6 separate regions of the Mus musculus genome follow, and regions 1, 2, 3, 4 and 6 are each linked to region 5. Evidence: chromatin contacts called from public HiChIP or PLAC-seq data. All regions are on one chromosome and are shown on one strand. The core of a region is the stretch at or near the end of the contact, and the rest is flanking DNA. Distances in the headings are between cores, read along the strand shown. Region 1 overlaps Mir100hg (Mir100 Mirlet7a-2 Mir125b-1 cluster host gene). Region 2 holds the start of Mir100hg (Mir100 Mirlet7a-2 Mir125b-1 cluster host gene). Region 3 overlaps Arhgef12 (Rho guanine nucleotide exchange factor (GEF) 12). Region 4 overlaps Mir100hg (Mir100 Mirlet7a-2 Mir125b-1 cluster host gene). Region 5 holds the start of Sc5d (sterol-C5-desaturase). Region 6 holds the start of Grik4 (glutamate receptor, ionotropic, kainate 4).

Region 1 (3,643 bases), core at 1,091-3,590, 800 kb before region 5:
GGCAACGGGCATATGACATTTGTCCTTTAATGGACTTTCATCACATCCTCAATTTGTACCAATTGACAGCCCCCACCCCCCACCCCTACCCCCGTCCCAGTTTTCTCAAGTTTGATTTTTGGTTCATTGTGTTGTTTAAACTCTTGGGACTTTCCTGCATCCTCACCAATGAGTTAGTGATTTTAAACAAAGGACCACAGAGAGAAAAGGTTTGCTTTTCTTGCCTTCCGATGGTTCCCTGTTCTAGTCTGATCAGCTCTTGACAATAGGTTCTTACACATTTGTCCCTTAAACATATACTTACACATGTAATATAAGCATGGCATATTGGAGGCTCACCTCAAAACGTCACTGTAATGCCAAGACTCTAGCTGATCAAAATCCTCTAGGTATCATTTTCGAGGTAGGTCTCACTCTGTAGCATAGGCTAACCTCCAACTTATGGTTCTCCCACCTTAGCCTGTAGAGTGTTGGGATTACAGGTGTACCTCTGTGTCTGTCTCAAACTTCATCTAAAAAATTCTTTGCTATTTGTCTATCAAAAGGGAAAGGTGGCCCCGAGATCTCAAATGCTCATTTCCAATTTAATTCCTTAAATAAAGCTGACTTTGTAGAATGGCTGACTTCTGCAGTTACTCTGATAAGCGTGAGGCACATGACCAGCAATTGTTTTTTGAAATTAGAAGGGAAAAAATAAAACTCAGAAATATATGCATAAAAGAGACTTGAGATAAACGCAAGTCAGAACTTCCTGAGAGCAAAGGTTACATGATACTCTTGGGAAAGAGAAGAAGTGAGTGGCTGTGCCAGCAAGAGCCCTCGAGCGAGGGGGCACATTCATTTTGCTCAGTAAGCACTTACTAAATTCCTGCTCTGTGTTAGCACTGGGAGGTGCTGGTGTTAAGTACAGCAACTGACCACTGGGAACATAGAGGACAAGCAGACAATTTCCATATACTTTTTTTAAATGGCTGGGAGAGAGCATGATGTCCAGATAAATACACACATCCAGAGGACTGCAGTGATTGGTTGACCTACAACTGCCTTGATTTGAGAAGTCCTTTCAGCTCTTTTCTAGAATGGGATGCTGACTTATAGATCATGTCATCCAACCTTGATGACTTCAAGAGTCTCTGTTTTCTGCTTCTTGGTTTGCTTGTGTCCTTCACACAACAGCCTTCTGTGTATTAGGAGAGAGAGAGCAAAGCAGGTAATCCTGTTTGTCTGCATCCAAGGAATGTGGTCCTTGAAGCATCTTTGAAGCTGGACACCTAGACCAGGAACTCTCCTTGCAAGTCAACATGACATGGAGAGGAAGGAGGGACCCACAACCAGGCTGCTGCTCAGATGAAGCACATGGTAGCTACTCTGAGTTCCAACAGGTCATTTGGCAGGTAGGAAATTAGAGGCTAAAGGACAGGGAGCCACCTGTAAATCTTGGGGAATAACTCACTTCCATGTTCTAGCCTGTATCTGCTCAGACTAGGAACCTCTGAGGGGTATATCCTCCCTCCCCAAAGAGGCACCTTTAAGACTGGGCAGGATGGTGGTGGTGATGGATCAGCCAGTAAAATGCTTTCCTTGCCAGCTTAAGGGTCTGAGTTCGATTCCCAGGATCCACGTAAAAATGTTGGGTGTGGTGGTAGAGGCTCACAACCTCAACTCGAGGGAGGCAGAAGCAGGACGATCTCCAAAGTTCACTGGCCAGCTTAGCCTAAGGAGAAATCCTGTCTTAAAGGGAGTGGCTTAAATTCCCAAGGATGACTTTGGTCTATGTACACAGCACATCTGCATCCTCATGTGCACATGCACCAATACATATACATATGAAAACACACACACACACACACACACACACACACACACACACACACACACACACACACACACACACACACACAATTTTAAAGAGGCACTTGGCAATAGCAAGCCAGTTAGTAATGGCCTGTTTCGATTGAATACCCTGCCAAATGGATTGGCATTAGAGAGGTGGTGCTTCCAGCCTCCTCGGGGGACGTTATTCAATCTATTCTATGGCAGCTGGTGTCCTTGTTGCCCTGGACCGTGGTCAGAAAAAGAAATAGAGGGAGAAACAAAGATTGTGGAGTGGCTGCAGACCCAAGCCCTCCAGGCCCACTTGCCCAGGGCGGGGCCCAGAGGGTTAGTGCCAGGCTCTGTGTGGCTTCTCCACCCCTTCCCAGGCCCCTCAGAGCATCTGCTGGCTTTCAGAGTTGCAGTCACCCTGAATGGGTCTTTGTGTGTGCCCCAGGAGCTGGCTCAGAGGAGCCCTGTTGAAATGCTTTAGCGATGTCTCCTCAGGACCAGGCGTAACCCGGCATGGTGCCCATCTTGTGAGGGCAGGCCTTTCTGGTGCTGTTCCTTGCTTTCACTCTGAGAGCAAGCCTGACCTGGAGACATATTCTGTACTCCTGAAAATGGATATCATAGGCAGGCTGTGGGGGTGACTGATATTTCTCTCTCTCTCTCTCTCTCTCTCTCTCTCTCTCTCTCTCTCTCTCTCTCTGTCTCTCTCTCTCTCTCCTCCCTCCCTCTCTTCCTTCTTCCCTCCCTCTATCTGTCCTTCTCTCCTTCTCCCCCTTCCCCTCTGTCTCTGCCTCCTTTCCTCTCTCCCTTCCTCCCTCTCTCCCTACCCTGTCTCACTCTGTCTATCTATGTCTGTCTACCCTTCTCCCTCCCTCTCTGTCTGTCTGTCTGTGTCTCTGTGTCTGTCTCTCTGTTCTCCTCTCCTCTCCTCTCCTCTCCTCTCCTCTCCTCTCCTCTCCTCTCCTCTCCTCTCCTCTCCTCTCCTCTCCTCCTCTCCTCTCCTCTCCTCTCCTCTCCTCTCTCTGCTTTCTGCCATCCATACATGGCCATGGTAATATTCACAAGAGGGGCAGAGCCATCTTTGGCTGTTTCAGTGCTGTCCAGGTCCTGTGTTGATAGTTCAGTACTATTCCTTTCACCTTTCTCAGTCATTCTCTGAGATGCACCAATTTTACAGCTTCCACTCTATGGGTGGAGAAGCCAAAGTTTAGACGTGGGTAATCAGAGTACCAGGGAATTCTGAGCGGAAACTTAAAGACAGAATTGGTTGGATATGTGAGTCTCCCGCTTTTTACAGGGTTTGAGGCATCTCTTGCCAGACACACTCTGAGAGATCCCTCTACTCCTGGGTGCTGGGAGCAGCAGAGGCTAAGTGTGAGAACACGTAGACAGGCTTGTGCTCACTTGGGTCCCTTTGTGCTTGCATGGCCATCCCTTGTGCTTTGGGTCATAGTGAGACTCACTGTACATGATAGAAGGAACTACAGACATAGAAGAAAACTCTTGTGGACAACTGCATCATCAGACTTTGACTTAAGAATCTTATTGCTACTAAGTCCAACAAACCAGGGAGCTCAAAAACACAAATGGTACCAAAGACCACAGCTCAGGGCTCTTTCCTCATTGCTGATGATGGTGGTCACTGCCCTGTCACTGCCCACACAGTTTAATGTCCTCTCTTGTAATGTAGTTAGTGAGGGGTCCTTCCAGACACCTGGACCTGAGATTTCCCTGGTCAGACAGGAATCTTCCTTTTGCTTCCTTTTTTCTTAGTAGATTAAAGGAGTGGTTGATGGTGATGTCATCTTCCCCCTGCCTA
Region 2 (3,330 bases), core at 721-3,220, 890 kb before region 5:
CTAGTCTGACATTGCTCTAGCCTTTCCTCTGTTCAGACTGTCACTGAAAACCAAGATCAGGGTTTTGGTGGCTCGGGACTGCCTTCCTGGGCAGAGAACAATGGCTGCCCCTCCCCAACCCGCCCATGCTGCAACCAGCACGTCAGGATTCTTTGTACCAAAATCCCAAGCAAAGATGCATTTGTTCAGATCCGTGGTGTTAGAATATTGCAGTGTCTTGTGACAGGAAGGCGAGGCTCAGCCTTGATAGCACCATCTCCTCACTTGCTCGATCCTCACAACAGTGGCTGGAAGGGCAAAGAAAGCTACAGGGCTCATTTTTGGGCCGGGGAATGGTTGCCTGGCATGCTTAGAGAATCCATCTTCCTAAGTGGTTTTCCTTTCCAGTCACGTTTTACTGCTGAAGTTAGTCAGCGAATTAATAGCTGCAGAAAATGCAGAGCTCTTTTCTTATTACATTCTATCGATCTGATTGCAGTGCCATTAATTGAAAGACTCGGGAAGTGTGATGGGGAGTTGAACTCTGGATTCTCCCTGCCTTTGGGTCCAGATCTGTCTGAAAGGAGCATTTTGGTCTGACGTGAATTATTCTTTCTTTGTCAGTTCTTGTGAGAGCTTTATTCAGGCCTTGTGAGATTTACAATGTGAAATCGTACACTGTCTCTGCCCTTAAAGGAAGAGGAGAACTCAGAGTGTGTGTCTGTGGGCTTTCTAGGAGTTGGGAGTTAACCCATTTTGGACAGCTCTCTTTCGTAGATTACCTACATATGGCAGAGAGGAAAAGAGAGACTCCCCAATGTGGAAGGCAGACATTTTGCTCATGTCTTAAGCAGTTTTATTTACAATGTTGCATGTTACAAGGTTGCTTTGGCTTATTTCCACTCCCCATTCTCAGAATATATGAAACCCCAGAGACACTGGTATGTAGTTAGAGATTTTGTTTATGGTTATCTTGCTATGTTGATTGCTTAACCTACTCTTCCAAAAGATTTTTTTCCCATAAATTCAAATTAACTTGAGAATTTTTACATACATCAGGTATGTCTGCATACATATTTCATAAGTACGTTAATATGAAAAATTTAAGGGGGTCTTCTAAAATATGTCATTGGGGGCAAAAATCTCCAGATCAGATTAGAACACACTAGACTTGGTTGCTTTGGTTCACAAAGTAATGCCCAGGTATTTGTGTAGTAGTTTATTGTATTTTAATGAGATGAGAGTTTATTATTTAAAAATTTCAGGCTAGATACCCAGATTTTCACAGCACATTTAAATCTACCACAAAGGGTCACTCATCTTTATTTTTTTTTTTCTAGAATAATATGGTTTGGATGCATTGAAAAGTTTAGTATGTGTTATTAATAACACATGTCCAGCCTAATGTTTTTATTCTTCTGGGCGGGCCTATGCTAGAATTTTCTTCCCCAAGGTGTGTCTGAATCCTGCTAATGCTTTCAGCCTGCAAAGACAGGAAGTGCACACACGGCCACAGCACATGACCCTCCTTCTAGAACACATCTTGAAAATGTTTCGACTGCTTTCTGAGCACAGGGACAATGGCTTATGGTTGGGGGTGGGTGTGCTCTTCTCCTGCCTGACCTTTGGCTTGCTGAGAGATGTGTATGGCTACCCTGGGCTCTCTCAGCTGCTTTCAGGCTGCAGAGAAGGCGGCACCCACATTGGGAAGCAAAAGCTGTCGCAGGCTGCCTTGCCCATGACAGCGTGTCTAAAAATACATCCACCGAGATGCAGGCATATGCTCGCGCCTCGGTGTGAAGGAGCTCTCGCCTGTGTTTCTTGCTATCCCCATCTAAATGCTGGAGCGAGGAGTTAAATTATTCCAGAAGGCCCGCCAGGGTCTGATTTGCCACTGTCTGCTTCCTCGTTGCCTTTGAATGGGACCCTTGATCCAAGGCTTTCAGAGACCAGCCGGTGCTGATGGGGGTCCGTGACTTGGCGGTGGCGCCTGTTTGCTCCTTCTCTGTCTCGAGCATGGTTTTCTATCCTGCCGGGGAGGGCGAGAGCGCTGGGCAGAGGTGGCACCTGACCCGCTAGAACTCCGATGTCACTGCTGTGGCTGTTACTCCCCTCGGCAAGAGTCAAGGCGCACGCAGGACGGTGGGTCACCTCGCTGGCTATTTTGCACATTTCCTTTCTTCTCCTCAACCTTGTTAGGTTTTTTTCTAAGTGCCCAGGGGTTGAGGGGTTTTCCTAGCCCCTCTCTATCCTCGATCTATTCTGATTTGAATCTCTCTCAGGATTTGTAACACTTCCTCTCATTAGGAAAGCTTTGCTAGACTCGCATTCCCTGTCTCTGTAAACAGGGTTTTTTTTTTTGTTGTTTTTTTAATGATTTGTTGTTTTGGGGGTCTCTCTTTTGAATGTCAGCTCCAAATGTCTTAGCTTCTGGGGCTACCTCACACACTGAAACGGTTGTTGAGCTATTGTACCCGAGAGGAGAGGACACAGAAATGGCTCTTTAGAATAATAATCTCAAAAGGGAGATGAGAAAGACCCCAGAGGACAGCCTGTGCTCCTGCTCCAGCCTGGCTGAGAAAAGGGGGTCTCCAGGTGAGACTACTGTCTCCTTTACAGAGTCAGAGAGCGTCAAGATACTTTGTGTCTCATTTAAAATGATTTTAATTCTAACAAGAGGGACTAATGAAAGAAATCCCATTTCCCATGTAGGAGAAAGGAGAGGCACAAAGCACACATATGAAGGGCTCCAGAGCACACCATTCCTCTGGAAACCGGAAAGTGAGGGAGAGCGATTGTTACCTAGTCTCTCTCTCTCTCTCTCTCTCTCTCTCTCTCTCTCACACACACACACACACACACACAGAGTTTCAGAGTAGCAGTATTTCTGTGTCCTTGGCCACCCAAGGCAGTGCATTGTTTTTCCAAAGGTTATGTGGAGGTTTTTGTAAAACGAAATAAAAAAAAATTATTTATTTTATTTCAGACGGTGAGTAAGCTCAGAATGCATTCAGTACTAACCAATACAGAATACAGACATGCCCAACATAAGCTGTTATTCTCCACGAGCAACCAAACACCACAACACACACACACACACACACACACACACACACACACACACACACACACACACACACACACCCTCCCCCTCAAACAAACAAACCCAATGTTAGCCAAAATCCAGACTGCCTGTAAATCTTGAAGTGTTTTCCTCTGTGGAGAAGAATGAACCTCCCCGGATGCTTTTCTGCAGCTGAACATTTTCTATTGCTTTTCTTCTCTGCTCAGTCTCCCTTGCCTCTTTCTTAGGAGCCACTGAGACAAAGAACAGTTACTTTTAGCTCCTCG
Region 3 (3,586 bases), core at 514-3,013, 700 kb after region 5:
GGAACATGTATGTGTGCGCAGGTGCCCATCAAGGCCAGATGGGGGTGTCAGGTCCCCTGAAGCTGGAGTTACAGATGGAGAGAAGCCACCTGGTCTGGCTCCTGGGAAGAGCACCCCCGGCCTGGAAAGGCAGCACACGTTCTTAAGCCGGGCCATCTCTCCAGCCCCACAGGAGCCGCTGTCTAACAGGGCTTAGACTACAGTTACCATAGGAGAGGCTAAAAGGTTTAGCTAAACTATATCCCACAGTATTAATTATTTGTTAAGCATCTTATTAGGCTTTTCAGCCAGTGTATCCTCGAATGTTTAAAAACATCCCAAGAAAAGGTGAAATTATACCTACACCTCAAAATACAGACAATGCTAAAGGCAGTCAGCCTTCTAAAAGAATGACATGCACAAATAGGCAGAACCACTTCCTGCATGTGCCACAAAAGCTGACACATGGATCTCATCACTTAAAAATGGAAAAACAGCAAAATTAATGTGTCATATCAAGTTTTTTTAATGATGTAATATACCAAAAATTGTAGTTGAAAGCTATTTTAAAAAAAGACAAGTGTCTCACTCAGGCTGACCAGGAACTCACTATGTAAACCAGGCTAGCCTTAAACTCAAGGGCCCTGCCTGCCTCAGCTTCCCAAGTGGCAGGATTAGAGCCTGGTATCAAGTGTATGCTACCATGCCTCCATCACTGCTTGAAAACCAAGGACAAAGCTGGCTTGTTACAAGGGCAATGTCAGCTGCTCACACCACTGCAGAGGTTCACACTTCACAGCGATCTAAAGACTAGTCTCACCAGCAATGAGACCGGAAGCAGCAGGAAGGCCAGGAGAGTCACTGCTAGGGAGGCTACTGACTCCTTGTCCACTTAAGAACTTGGTGGCCGGCTGTGGTGGGGTCACCTAAGACCTCAGCACTCACGGAGGAGCACAAGGCCAGCCTAAGGTGAGAACCCCATGTCAAAACACAACTTACAGAAGACAAACAGGAATACATACAAAGAAAAAGTCACATACTCAGTTCTTTTAAGCTTATTTAATATTTGAATTCTTATTTTCTATTTTCCCAGACCCCAGAAAACAGAAAGTTTTAGATGACCCAATATTTTGTTCCAGAAACATACAGCCTTATCAGCTAATTCATAAAAGAGCTTTTTACAAAGGTGCATCTGGATAATTAGAGCAATAAAAGTCTTTTAGGCATTTCAAAATGTGATCAGTAAAAATACATGATTATTAATAAGGTTTTTTTTTTAAAGATAGTTCCAGATTTCTCTTAAAAGCAATTTTTGTTAAAGAGTAAATGATTGTATGGTGAACAAGTAAAGTGAGACAGCCTAGTGGGGAAAGAGAGGCTCATTAAAAACCACCAACAGTGTGCACGCTACGGTCCCCTGCTGTAGTATGTCTGCTTAGCGGGTGGCACCTGGCAATGGCTGGGAGGGAGGGACTGGTTTCTGAGAAGACCACCTTTTCCTGATCAGTGTATTACCCAAACCCTCAGCACCCATGGGGAAGGCAGCCAGACGGGAACAAGAGCACGCCTTTAAATAAAGTACAGTTTTACAGCTCACACTAAATGGGGGTGAACTGTCAAAAACAAAAACAAAAACCAAAACCAACACAACGTTAGGGGGCGGGTGGGCAGGCGAGCGAGACCTTGCAGAAGTCTGTTTTTGTAGATCATGGTTTTCGGAGCGTGGAGGGAAGCAGGCACAGAGCAAGCTCAAGCAGGCGGCTGCAGAGAAGACAGCTTGGGCAGGGTACCAGCTGCAGGCAGCAGGCCAGCGCCAGTGCCCAGGAGCGACGGGAAAACGAGCCCCTGCAGTAGAGGCAGCATAAAGTCTTTTAGCTTCTAAAATTCTGGCAACAAGGACTTTTCTCTTCTTCACTCCCCAAAAGACAATGAAACAAAATACTTTCTAAAAAAGGGCTTGTTCTTTCTAGAGGTCATTAGAAGTTGTTTGGGGCACTGGTAGACTGCTTGCCTTGCACAAATGAGACCCTGAGCTTGGTCCCCAGTATTACAAAATTAGATAACAAACCTATGTACACCCACAATTTTGGCCCAGGAGCACAGCAACCCACACGTGAAAAGAAGTGTTCCTGTGTCATGTGTTCCCCAACATATGTGCCAGAAGACCTGGAAGCAAGGATGGGAAGCAGCCAAGGAGAATGTGTGGGCACCAGGAGGAACATTCCTGCAAGAAAACCCAAGAAGCAGAGAAGAAAAAAGAAAGGCCACAACTGGTCAAAACCAAAATGGAGAAAGCCAATGAGTGTACAGAGAAAACGTGGCAGAATAGCTGTTGTCCAGGCAGCTTTCAAGAGAAAGAAAATGAAAAAGAACCCAGGACGCACTGCTAAGATCAGGGGTCTAAGAAGACGCAGAAAAGAAAATGCCGATTTTAGTGCTGAGTTGCTTCCCGTGACGTGTGGTAACTTGAAGGGAGTGTTACACAAGGATAAATTCAAACAAGGGATATCTGTGAAGTCCATACAGTGTCAGAATGGAAACTGGTTCACACCCTCGGAATTTGAAATGATGGGAGGCTATGGAAAGTCAAAGAACTGGAAACTGAGCCTGCGCTGCCATAATTGGCCCCTCAAACTCCTGATCCAGAGAAAATTTCTACCCAATCCTCCACGGATACATCGCAAAAGAAAAGAGCAGAGAACACAGAACTTGCATCGTTCCCCAGCTGACCCTAGTATTCAGAACTCAGATGAATGTGAGGTGTGCCGGGATGGAGGAATACTCTTCTGCTGTGATACTTGTTCCAGAGCCTTCCATGAGGACTGTCATATCCCAACAGTGGAAGCTGAGATAACACCATGGAGTTGCATCTTCTGTAGGATGCAGTCCTTAGGAAGTCAACCGAGTCTTCCAGAATCTGAGATACTGCAGAGGGAGATGGCTCCCCAGGAACAGTTGAAGTGCGAGTATGTTCTCTTGAGAGTCTATTGCTGTTCTGAGAGCTCCTTTTTTTCCAAGATGCCATATTATTATTATTTTAGAGAGATGACTGTGGGTGTGCAAGAGCCTATGTGGTTGAACATAATCAAGAAAAAGCTGAGTGACCAGGCTTACTGCCAAGTAGAAGACTTTGTGCAAGACATGAGGCTCATCTTCCGGAATCACAAAATCACGTTCAAGGACCCTAAGTTTGGCGAAATGGGACTTAGACTGGAGTCCAAGTTTGAGAAGAGTTTCAAGGAAGTGTTTGCTATTCAGGAAACAAATGAAAAGAGTTGACTGAAATCAGAGACATGGCTGGTGTCACCTGGCCATGTCTGGCTCACCTGCAGCAGCAATGAGTGTTCTTTATAGACTCTCTCATTCCCGGATGATTACTCTTGGTCATATGGAAACAGGTGCAGCTAGGAGTTACACCTCCTGGCCTGGGGGTCCATCCCCCTTTCTCCCCATGAAATCAAGAGTATGGTGCATTGCTGCTCTCTGGTCTTCAAGGGTCTAGGCTGGAGCCTGTCTCCAGCTGGCTTTGCTCCACCACCACTCCAACCCCTCCCCCCACATATATGTTGCTTTTCTTGTCTCTTACTCTCCTGAGAGCAATCCACAA
Region 4 (3,234 bases), core at 151-2,650, 680 kb before region 5:
CTAATCCGCCTAGCATGTCAAAGGCAAAGAAAAGTATTATCTATCTTATTTGCATCTGGGCAACTCGAATGCATTTGCTCATTCGGCAGAATTAATTTCTATCACCAGTCTATTTAATCTCCTCACAGATTTAAGCAAACTTATTCTTTCAGGCTAAAAGGGCCCAGGGTGGGGAAACCATGGACGGTATTTGGAAGAGCAGTGACTGTATTTGGGGCCCATTTTCTGGCTGACCATAGTCTTTTCTCTTCATTCGTTATAATGGGATGTGGAGAACGGCAGAGATTGCAGAGTGATAAACGGCTCAGGGAGTCTTTTTTTTTTTTCTTCTTCCTCCTTTCTCTCCTTATATTATACCTGGTGGCTTATTTAAAAAATTTGGTTGCTAAATTTTAACAATGGCATTTATTTAGTGCTGCCAACCTGTTCATGAACATCTAATTTTTGTTTTCTAATTTCAGAACCTATATCATCACAGATTTCTAATGGAAAATAAATAGATAGATAGATAAACAAATAAAGGTACTTATACCAAAAACCCATTATTTTTCTTAGCTATTTTCTTTTAAGCTTCAGTCCTAAGGGTCAGTGAGGAAATATAAAATTTCAATCACCAAGAACTGAGTTCTTTGTTCTGTTTTTAAGTCAAATATCTCTTTGGGAGAATTCCATATTTTCATGGAGCATGGAGTTTCAGCTCTTTATTGCTAAGCTCTCCCGACTGATAACATCATCCTCAGATGGTATTATGGCCAAAATATTTTGCCTGAATATTAGTCTCCTGAACCTGATAGCCCATGCAAATATGAACCTAACACACACACACACACACAAAGATGAATGGGCCGGAAATGCTGAGGCCCGTATGGGTGTGTTTCTATAAGGAGGGAGTCTGCAGGCTGTGGGGAGGTAGACTGCCTGCAGTCTGCATCACGGAGGTGGCTGCAGAGATCTTTCTCCATTGCCTTTTCAAGTCTTCAAGGTAAAAGAGCAACTGCAGTTTGGTTTCACTTGTATTGTTCCATAATCCAGGCAATAAATGCTAATTAGTAATGCTCAAGGATCCGACCATTCAGAGTAATTATCATAATTTACTTCTTCCTTGTTAAAGACATTCCTTGCTGATTTTAAAAAAAAAAATCAAGTCATTCTGTCCCCCATTACATTACAGTGAGTATTCACTAGAGAGATGTTCAAGGTCCACTCAGAGCCTCATGGCTGCATTTGAAGTCACCCGACATGTGCCTTGGCTTATTCCAAGTGGAGCCACAACTTAATTTCAAAAGCAGAATTCATGTAAATGCATCGAATTCTGCACATGCACCAGGAATGTATGATTTTTATTTTACAAACCCCAAAGGCTCCTCCTTCCGGGCCCACCCCTTTTTTCTGAAACCACTTATGAGCAGAACAAAGGAATGTACTAACTGTGGAGGCAGCATTACATGTGAGCAGTCACTGCACTGTGAAGTGTGCGCTACGACAACATATTTCATCGTACAGAAGTGCGGATAATTAAATAATGCCACAGCAACCCTGACTCATTAGCAGAAAGATCTTTAAGGAGGAATCAAGAAGATGGATCCAATCAACTTGGAGAGTACTCTTCCTTCTCTGAGATCTCAAATATATTTTAGTTGGTTGGTGATTGATTCATGCAGGGCTCGAGGACAAAAGCCAGTTTCTCAAAGCCGAATGCGGATCTTTTTTAGACGAACAAACTGTATGTCTTAGATGAGTTGGATTTAACATAAGGCTTAATGTTTGGAGTCAAAGGTAGAGCGTGCCACCTTGATGCTCATTTCCCCTTTTATCCATAGATCTAAGAAATGCCCAACCCTTAACCTTTCAGTTGGCTTCCTCAACATGCATGTAGCCTCTCCTACATTTTCTAATGACGGATGTTCAAGTTCCTTATTGCTTGAACCAAGTAAGTATCATCGTCACAGAAATAAGCAACTGTACTCAGTGTCTTCCAGGGTCTCCCCCTACTCCATTTCCTTTGTCTAGGTGCTATTCTCAGTTTTCAGTGTCCATTGGTCCTTTAAGGGGGAGCTCCAGGTTTAACTTGAGGGCTATAAGCATTGGAAGAATAATTCCCATTGGATACTGTACAGAGAAGCCACCTGCAAAATGTTGACGCTGTTATTGAAGTCTCAAGTGGAGTCAGCTTTCAAAAAATTAGATATTAGATACATCCGGCATAATTTGCAATCTGTAATTATACTAATGTGCATATAGCTGTGCTTTGCTTTATCTGTAGCCTACTTGAGTGTGTCCCCATCACCCCCCATCCTCGGGCATGTCTCATGCTTGGAATTGCTTGGGAGGAGAGTGCTTTGTAAGTCAGCTTAGGGTTTTTTTTTTAATTCCTTGTTAATTAATACAAGAATAAAAGGACTTTGCTTCATGTGTGCTTCCATGAGAATGAAAGTGGAAAACCTAGATGTTGCAAACTCTTGATCTTTCAAAGGCTCCTCACTGGAGAAAATTTGAATTCTTTGCAAAATATTTGCAGTTCTTTGTGAGTTTGGTCTTCATCCTGGCTGTGGATAACTCGGAAGCACAGAGAACAACAGAAAAGTACATATTACACATAAGGAATCCATTTCCTTTGTTGGAATCAGAGACATGGCATTTGCCAGAGATGATGATTTTTAATCTAATAAAAGCAATCAAACCATTAACAATAATAAACAATTTTCTGTTTTTCCCCTCCATTTTGCATGTCACGAGATGAGTAACTGAGACTCTTATCCACTAACTTCAGTTCCCTTTTGGGGCCTCAACACGATTCCAGAGATCTACTGATGGCTCCACTGGGGAGCCCCCTCCAGCGAGCTGCCCCCCCCCCCCAAGATCTACCTATTAAGAAAAAGCCCAGGCAGATCACAGTGAGTTGGCTGGTCAGCCTGCTACTTGCCATTTGCCATGTATGCAGTAGGTGGTGAGCTTGTCGAGACAAGCTTAGAGAATTGTTACAGAGTAAGACTATGTGAGGCCCTAAGTTTTTGCTTCTTCATTCAAATTACAAAAAGGATCTCAAGAGAACTTTGCATTGAATAGATGATGCTACTCCACTGCTCTTGCAATTAGGTAGGTATAGAACCCAAAGAACAAAGCTGTAAAATTTTTAACTCTCGACAAACATGTGGAATCTGACCTTTCTCCTACTGTCCACTTCATATTCATTCCTTAAAATTCCTTTTAATAGTGTTTATAATATACATAGCA
Region 5 (3,443 bases), core at 100-2,599:
AGAAAAAAAACCCACAATTTTTGACTTTAAAACATGGTTATCAATTAAATGGGCCTGGGGTATAATTCAGGGATATTCCTTTGGTGTAGTATGTCCAAAGCCTTGGTTCCTATCCCAGCATCAGATAAATAAGTAAACATATATAAATCCACTATTATACTTAAATGACTTAAAACTATTATATTTTTCTTAACTGAAAAAAGTACAGGAACAATAACTAGCCATTTATATATTTAAAAAATACTACATATTATTTTAAGCACTCCACCCCTCCCCCCTTTGGCTATGTGGCCTGGAACTTGCATTCTCCTGCTTCAGTCTCCAAAGCTCTTGGATGCTCTGCAGTACCTCTCATCCGGCCTTTACACATCTGGAGGAGTGATGGAGAGATTCTCCCATCTAATTCTCACAAGTCTATAACGTGTGTCCGCGTATAATCTTAATAAACAGGACAGTGAAGGCGCAATGCCTTAAACAGCTTTGTTCTGTAAGGAGCAGTCGATGTGTAAAGCCTACACAAAAAGTTCTACACAGCATTACTTCCCTAGAGTCACAAATACAGATGGGGAATTCTGAGTTCTCCACGTTCATTATATTACAGGATGAATGCAAAAGTCCGTAAGACAGTAAGGGTCAGAAGGTAAGCACTTTAACACAACTAATGAAAATGCAAACTCAACTAACACAAAATAGTCAAATAACTTCGCTGCCGCCGAGATATTGTTTCCACTTGTACCACCTCCCAATTTACTCGGCAATAAGAAGGGATGCCAGTATGAGTGACTTCTTAACGATGCTTAAAGTGTGCACGCTACAGCGTATGGTCTTCAGAAAGGCAGGGAGTGACGGCCCACCACCCTCCCTAGGCCTCAATCGGACGCTGGTTCGCAACCTGGTACCTTCTCCAGGAAGTGCCGGTGGCAAAGCAAATCACCAGCTTTTCCCACCTCACCCTGGATGTGGGGTTCACAGTAGGCAGGCAACCTCTAGCACTGGCAGGGACCCAGCTTTACCGGGCCAGGGTCCTTCCCCGCTCCCATATAACCTTATCCCCATCGCAGGCCCCGGGGACCAAGGTGTCCGCCAGGCCAGACCCCCACCCCCACCCCCACCCCCCCATGCCACCTGCGCTTTAGCAGGGACGGCCACACGGGTGCGGCGGATGCCGTACCGGCGCCGGGCACCCGGGGATCCTCGCGACCGCCCGCGGGTCCTCCCACTCGCGGCTGTCCAGCTGCCAGCGCACGGAACCTACCTGCCAGGCCCAGCAGCTCCGTCAGCCGCGGCTTTACAGCCAGCGGAGAGTACGAGCCAGAGCGCCCGAGACACCGCCCGCTCAGCAGAGCCCCGCCCATGTGCAGGCAGCCGGCCAATCAGCAGCCGGCGCAATAAGCTGATGTGACGGCGGATCGCGCGACCTGGACCGGCGCGGTCGCGGCGGTCACGTGGTCGCCGCGTAGGCGTCCCGCGCTCCCCACGCCTCCCCGCACCCCCGAACCAGGTCCAGCACTCTGCCGGGACTATCCAGGCGCTTCATGATGCTGCTACGGGGCGGACGAAGCTTGCTTTCCTTCCCACTTTCTTCCCGCCCAGAAAGTTGACTAGAATCGTGCAAAGGACCCGGGATGAATGCAAAATGACAGCCTGAAGTAGGATTAATGACGCTTCCTTTGATGTTAATGGTGGAGTCTTTTGTCCCATTTTTGTGACTCAAACGTTCATCAATCCGCAGTTATTTGTCACTTCCCTGCAAGTCCTCTTATGCAGCGTTAAAATATGTAAATCGAAAGTTATGTGTAGCAGAGTAAATTTAAAAAGCAATTATTAATAGCGATAAAAATAGAGAAAGAGGTTATGATCTGGCCCAACTGGTTTACATAGGTAAAGATAGGGGTGGGGGAGGTGAACTTAAAGATCAAATTGGCTAATTATGACTCGGGAATGTAGACAGCAGCCCATTCTATAAAATACAAGAGCTCCCTAAGGTGAGCAGTAGGGATCAGCAGTATTGGCCAAAATGAAAAGAACCTAAGAAGAAGAAAGGCCCAAAAGACTAGTACTTCAGAGTTACTTCAGAGAGGATTGACCTGTCGTCTGTTTCTGGTATCAGGGTCCTACCAATTGATTAGTTTTGTTTTGTTTTTTTGTTTTGGTTAGAAGGAGCCAGGCATTTCAAAAGCCAGTTTGATTAAGTGATATATTGAGCATGAGAGACAGTTCTGGCCAGATCTGATCTTCCAGAGCTCTGAGGCAAAAGCCTAGTCCAAAATGACTCTATAAATTACACTTAACAAAGTGTGTTTGCCAGTGTTCTCTGGAGGAACAGAACTGATAAGATGAATACATACATAAAAAATTTATGAAACTAGCTTAAAGTAATAACAGTTGTCTCACCCCAGAAGAACTAAACCCCTAGTAGCTGTTCCATCCACGAGGCTGGTTACCTTGCCAGCCAGAGTAGTCCTATAATGGCTGTCTCACATTGGAAAAATGAACAGCCTGGTAGAGCGTCTGTCTACCAGGCTCAGTGCCACAGCAGTTCCTGTATACCTGGAGAGTCCCTGGCCTTCAGCCAACAATGGAAGTTTGGAAATAATAGTTTGGGTTTCACCAAAGACAGCAGCAGCAAGCAAGCTCAGCTGCCAGGGGAAGATGGAAGACCAAGCAAGCTAAAGGGATATCATACTCTCTCTACTCTGCTCCTGGGCCTATTGGCAGAAATGCTGCACGCGCTTAAGGTAGCTTCTTTGATATCAACAGAGACGATGAGGACCATGCGGCTCTCTGGTCAGTCGTTGCTGATTTGTGGCAAGTTGTGGTGAAAACCAGCCACCACACTAAGAGAAACTAGACAGGAGTATGTGTGAGTTCCACAGGTGAGCTCTGGAGTGAGAGCCTAGGCTTTGCACTGCTTTAGTGGGTCTGGTCATCAGCTTTCTCCTGGGGCTTCCACTGTAGTACTTCCCAAGGTCTCCTCTCCCATCCCCAAAATTGACACCATCTGGGCAATTTCTAGAAGTGTAGATGTAAAGGAGAAGCAACCGGGTGACTCCACTCTGATTCCTTCTATAAGCAAGTTGTTCCTCGACAGCCAGGAGCCTCCTCTCTGTTTATAAAATAAAGTATGGTCCAATACTAGAATACAGATGAAAGCCAACTCAGTTTCTGAGCACGTCTCATCATTTTCTGACACTTCATCTTCTGATATTCCTGGGATGGTTGTCATTCTATTGAATTAATAAACAAGACGGGGCTAGAGAGATGGCTCAGTGATGAAGAACACTGACTGCTCTTCCAGAGGACCTGGTTAGATTTCCCAGCATCCACATGGCAACTCACAAACATCTCTAACTCCAGATCCAGGAAATCGGCTGCCCTTTTCTGGCTGCTGCAGGCACCAGGCACACCCACAGTGCACAGAAATATGTATAGGCGAAACACAC
Region 6 (3,361 bases), core at 770-3,269, 680 kb after region 5:
TGTCATGCAAAAGTTCTCTCTGCATTCTAAGGGAGCCCAGACTGGAAGGCTTTAGAACAAACTTTCAGAGCTGAGAAAGCTTCCGTCAAGATTGAGATGTCTATTGGAGAAAGGGAAAACATGAAAGCCCAACTCCCCCCGTCCATCAAACCCACTCTGTCCCCCACTGCTAGAACCAACCCTGCCTTCAGGTCTCAAGTGGCAGGTCCAGGAAAACAGAGGGTGGCGCTGGAGACTGACGCAAGGCTGGTGGGCAAGCCCAGGCCACAAGAAATGAACATAATCTGGAAAATTAAACAAACCCAGACACTGTAACGTGTGCATATTAGATTAACTCTCTAAAGGGTCACGACCTTGAGGAATACATCCAGCCAGTGAGGAAAATAATAAACCTGATTAACGATGAAGCATGAGCCACGGCCTCCGCAAAGAAAGCCAGCCTGAAGAGGCCCGGCGGAATTCCAGGGGCTTCCTTCCCTGGCAGAGCTGGAACTCAGCCGACCTCTCCAGCCCCTTGCCACCACTAGGACACTCCAGGATCAAAGCAAGACAGGATTGCTCCCTCTCAAGCCACACCCCTGCAGCTCTGACCCAGGGACTACAAGGCTAGCTTTTCCAGGTGCTCCCAAAAGGGACACTACCACCAGACGACCCACTGGAGCCAAAAAGAAGATAGTTCTCTTTGTCCCTGGCAGGGCTCAGATCCTCTTGGCCAACCCTCAGCCCTCCTGCCCTGGTCTCAAGAGATACCTACTTGTCAGGCACAGTGGCCAGGCCCAGCCAGAGTTCCCCTCCTCTTTCCAGACAGCCCAGGCCCCTGGGAGACATGCCCAGAAGAGCCACTGGAGGGAGGCAGGGAGGTGGCACCGCGTGGCATCACCAGACAACAGCACCAAGAGGAAGATGGCAGCATCAAGTACAGATGCCAAGAACCACACAGCCCAAGGTCCAAGAGGGGACCAGCTCAGCCTGCATAGCCTGGCTACAGCCAGGCAACCTGGCCCGCGTGCCTTGTCTATCCCTTTGGTCGCGCCTCCCCCAACCCCAAAGCCCTGGGCCAACTCTCCCCAGGCTCCACCTCCTCCCTCACTTTCCTCAGCTCCAGGGAGCCCAGGGAGGGAGGCACAGGTGCTCTTGGCGCCTTGGACAAACCCCCTGTCCCAGCCGTCACCAGGGCGCCTTCCACCCCAAGCTGGGTCGGAACCACTCCGGCTCTGCCCGGTCCTCACTAAAGAACATCTCCTTAGCTCCCCTCCCCCTCCACTGATCCCCTTCCCCCTCCAGCGCCCAATGCAGGTCTCCAGAGTTTTTCCCTTACTTCCCACTCGGGTGAACTAGGGTGGGATGGCTAAGAGGCCCATTAGTCGCAAGAAGGAGGGTCATTTCTGATAGGACGCTGGCTTGGCCCAAAGCAAGACGGCGTGCAGGGTTGGGGGTGTGGTGGTGGCCGGAGTCCAGGGCCCGAGCAGGGGTGGTCAAGACAGATGGCAAAGAGGGAAGGGAGAAGGGGGCTCAGAAGCCGGGCTGGTCTGATGGAAGACTGTGGCGGGCAAGAGCGGCCCGTAGGAGAAGCCGAGGGTGACGAGGCGGGGTAGAATCGCCAGTGTCGGGAAGGGGCCGTCATCCCTGCAGGGGGCAGAGGCTGGGCTGGGAGTTGGACTGGGAAGAGGGAGGATCACAGAAGGAGGATCGGAGCGGAGGAGAGGAGGCGCAGGGGGAAGCAGGCAGGGATGGAGACTAGGGGAAGTACGGGGCAAGGTGGCGGGGGCTCAGCGGAGAATCCGGGGTCGCAGGCATCAGAGTGCAGGGGACTGGGCAGCTGGAGGCGGGAGCGGGGCCAGGCAGGGTGCGGGCCGCGGCCCGGAGGGAGCTAGCGGCGGAGACGTCAGAAGTCGGGGTGCGGCGCAGCCCCGGGGGGCGCGGGGAGACAGCGTAGGGCGCCGGTCGGGGGCGGCGCGGGGGCTGCTGCCCTTACCTGGGCGGCTCCGCACTCCGGGCGCCAAGCTGGGGACCCGACGTTGCTCGGCCGGCGGCCCGGCTGTTGTTTTCCCTTTTTTTTTTTTTTTTCTTTTTTTTTTTTTCTTCCGCAGCGGCGGCGGCGGCGGCTCCAGCTCGATCCGCCAGCAGCCGAAGGCAGAGTCTGTGTCCGGCTGCGAGCGAGCCGGGAGCGGGCAGCGCGGGAGGCGCGCGGAAAGGCGCTGAGGCGCCGCCCGGCGGGCAGTGAGGGAACTGCGGCGGTCCCGCACGCGGCCGGCCGGGGAGGGGGCGTCCCTTCCGGGCCGCGGCCGCCGGAGTCTCCGCTCGCCGGCGGGGTCTTTAGCTGGGGACCCGGACCTAGGTAGCCGAGCGGCGAGGCGGGGAGGCCGGAACAGACAGAGCCAAACTTGCAGCTTCCCTGATCCGGACGATCGGGAGACGGCGGGCCGGGGATGGGGGGGCTCCGGGTGGGCGCTGCAGAGGACTGACCCCCAAGTGAGGAGCTGGGGTACACTTCACCATCCAGCGCCAAGGGGCAGCCCGCCCTGGTCCGCAGGAGTTATTAGCTTGGCCTGCTTCGGTGGGCGAAGGGCGACTCCTGGTGGCGTTTTAGGGGCCAGACCTAGGGGACGAGGCGTAGAGACTGCGGCCTCCTCGGTGGTGGCGCGGAGCTGGGTGAAGCTTTGCTTTAGCAAGGCCAGATAGACCACAATGTTTCAGGAGGCCGAAGAACCACAGCTCACGTTTGGAAGTCTACTGGTTTGTGCACACAGACCTCCTGGGAGAAGTTGTCACTTTATGCTACACATAAGGAAACCTCGGCCTAGGAAAGGTGAAAGACCTAGCCTTCACCAGGAGCTGGGGGCTGGACCAAGAGAGAACCAAGCTACTTGGTTTGAGGGATCATTTGGCCACATCATAGCAGCCTTGGGGTGGGTGGGTGGGGGGCTAGAAAAGGAGAGGGCAGAGGAGCAGGAGGCCTCAGGGGGTCAAGTGACTTCCTCAAACCGATTAGTTCCTCATTTCAAACCCAGAGTCTTAGCCGTAGACAAACCCGGAAAGCATCTAAGCCAGCCTCCCAATCGTCTCCCACTCTTCCTTCACACCTAACCACCTGCTTACCCTAAAGTCTCCACGAAGGGGCTGTTCTAGGCATTCTTGGTTGGTTCTAGGGCCTGGGAGGACAATATACACGGACTACAGGATATTTGTTGACACTCCCTATATCATGCCGGGAGGGCAGCAGAGCTGAGTTACCTGCTTGGGGGGCTGGGGGGGGTGGCGATTGTGGTTGTAAGAGCCTGTTCTCTCTCCCACCTCCTCTCCCAGACTGGACTTTATGAGTGCTCTGTTGGCACAGGACCGGCCACTCTGGATAGCTCCA

The links. HiChIP or PLAC-seq counts read pairs in DNA pulled down with a chosen protein or histone mark.
Region 1: an H3K4me3 HiChIP or PLAC-seq map of embryonic forebrain shows a contact between it and region 5, with 5 times the contacts expected there. The contact joins the enhancer-like site here to the promoter of Sc5d in region 5. A contact is called at or near these places in 6 of 39 promoter capture datasets (the 3T3-L1 cell line, embryonic stem cells, hippocampal neurons and 3 more), 2 of 484 Hi-C or Micro-C datasets (the N1E-115 cell line and palatal mesenchyme) and 4 of 115 datasets of contacts at active chromatin or transcription factors (embryonic forebrain, embryonic limb bud, embryonic stem cells and 1 more).
Region 2: an H3K4me3 HiChIP or PLAC-seq map of forebrain shows a contact between it and region 5, with 4 times the contacts expected there. The contact joins the promoter of Mir100hg here to the promoter of Sc5d in region 5. A contact is called at or near these places in 4 of 39 promoter capture datasets (the 3T3-L1 cell line, hippocampal neurons and neural stem cells) and 7 of 115 datasets of contacts at active chromatin or transcription factors (the NIH/3T3 cell line, SST interneurons, astrocytes and 4 more).
Region 3: a contact with region 5 is called in an H3K4me3 HiChIP or PLAC-seq map of forebrain, with 5 times the contacts expected there. The contact joins the enhancer-like site here to the promoter of Sc5d in region 5. A contact is called at or near these places in 2 of 39 promoter capture datasets (3T3-L1-derived adipocytes and cranial neural crest) and 2 of 115 datasets of contacts at active chromatin or transcription factors (astrocytes and forebrain).
Region 4: an H3K4me3 HiChIP or PLAC-seq map of embryonic forebrain shows a contact between it and region 5, with 4 times the contacts expected there. The contact joins the enhancer-like site here to the promoter of Sc5d in region 5. A contact is called at or near these places in 1 of 39 promoter capture datasets (cranial neural crest), 4 of 484 Hi-C or Micro-C datasets (adipose-derived mesenchymal stem cells, cerebellum, cortical neurons and 1 more) and 7 of 115 datasets of contacts at active chromatin or transcription factors (the NIH/3T3 cell line, astrocytes, embryonic forebrain and 4 more).
Region 6: an H3K27ac HiChIP or PLAC-seq map of embryonic stem cells shows a contact between it and region 5, with 4 times the contacts expected there. The contact joins the promoter of Grik4 here to the promoter of Sc5d in region 5. A contact is called at or near these places in 7 of 39 promoter capture datasets (the 3T3-L1 cell line, 3T3-L1-derived adipocytes, the C10 cell line and 3 more), 3 of 484 Hi-C or Micro-C datasets (cortical neurons and embryonic stem cells), 10 of 115 datasets of contacts at active chromatin or transcription factors (astrocytes, embryonic forebrain, embryonic hindbrain and 4 more) and 1 of 9 other capture datasets (embryonic stem cells).

The regions. Positions count from the first base shown.
Region 1 is chr9:41,462,256-41,465,898 of GRCm38.p6, forward strand. The region is part of intron 3 of Mir100hg (Mir100 Mirlet7a-2 Mir125b-1 cluster host gene); the gene reads left to right. Among named protein-coding and RNA genes, the nearest start is that of Mir100, 67 kb to the right of the region's middle. Within about 2 kb of position 2,341, at least 76 of the 459 cell types and tissues checked have an H3K27ac peak or open chromatin away from gene starts, as enhancers often do. A contact at or near this core is called in the N1E-115 cell line, embryonic forebrain and stem cell-derived neural progenitor cells, where this site is marked.
Region 2 is chr9:41,374,556-41,377,885 of GRCm38.p6, forward strand. Mir100hg (Mir100 Mirlet7a-2 Mir125b-1 cluster host gene) reads left to right here and starts at 1,971. Exons shown (of 5, transcript NR_131928.1): 1 at 1,971-2,121.
Region 3 is chr9:42,962,823-42,966,408 of GRCm38.p6, forward strand. Arhgef12 (Rho guanine nucleotide exchange factor (GEF) 12) reads right to left here. Exons shown (of 41, transcript NM_001359232.1): 41 at 1,020-3,586. It also overlaps the pseudogene Gm5831. Among named protein-coding and RNA genes, the nearest start is that of Gm36648, 17 kb to the left of the region's middle. Within about 2 kb of position 1,764, at least 11 of the 459 cell types and tissues checked have an H3K27ac peak or open chromatin away from gene starts, as enhancers often do. A contact at or near this core is called in forebrain, where this site is marked.
Region 4 is chr9:41,585,066-41,588,299 of GRCm38.p6, forward strand. All of the region lies in intron 4 of Mir100hg (Mir100 Mirlet7a-2 Mir125b-1 cluster host gene), which reads left to right. Among named protein-coding and RNA genes, the nearest start is that of Mir125b-1, 4.8 kb to the left of the region's middle. Within about 2 kb of position 1,401, at least 67 of the 459 cell types and tissues checked have an H3K27ac peak or open chromatin away from gene starts, as enhancers often do. A contact at or near this core is called in the NIH/3T3 cell line, cerebellum, cortical neurons and 3 more, where this site is marked.
Region 5 is chr9:42,262,951-42,266,393 of GRCm38.p6, forward strand. Sc5d (sterol-C5-desaturase) reads right to left here and starts at 1,350. Exons shown (of 6, transcript NM_172769.2): 1 at 1,256-1,350.
Region 6 is chr9:42,942,352-42,945,712 of GRCm38.p6, forward strand. It overlaps Grik4 (glutamate receptor, ionotropic, kainate 4), which reads right to left and starts at 2,020. Exons shown (of 21, transcript NM_175481.5): 1 at 1,976-2,020.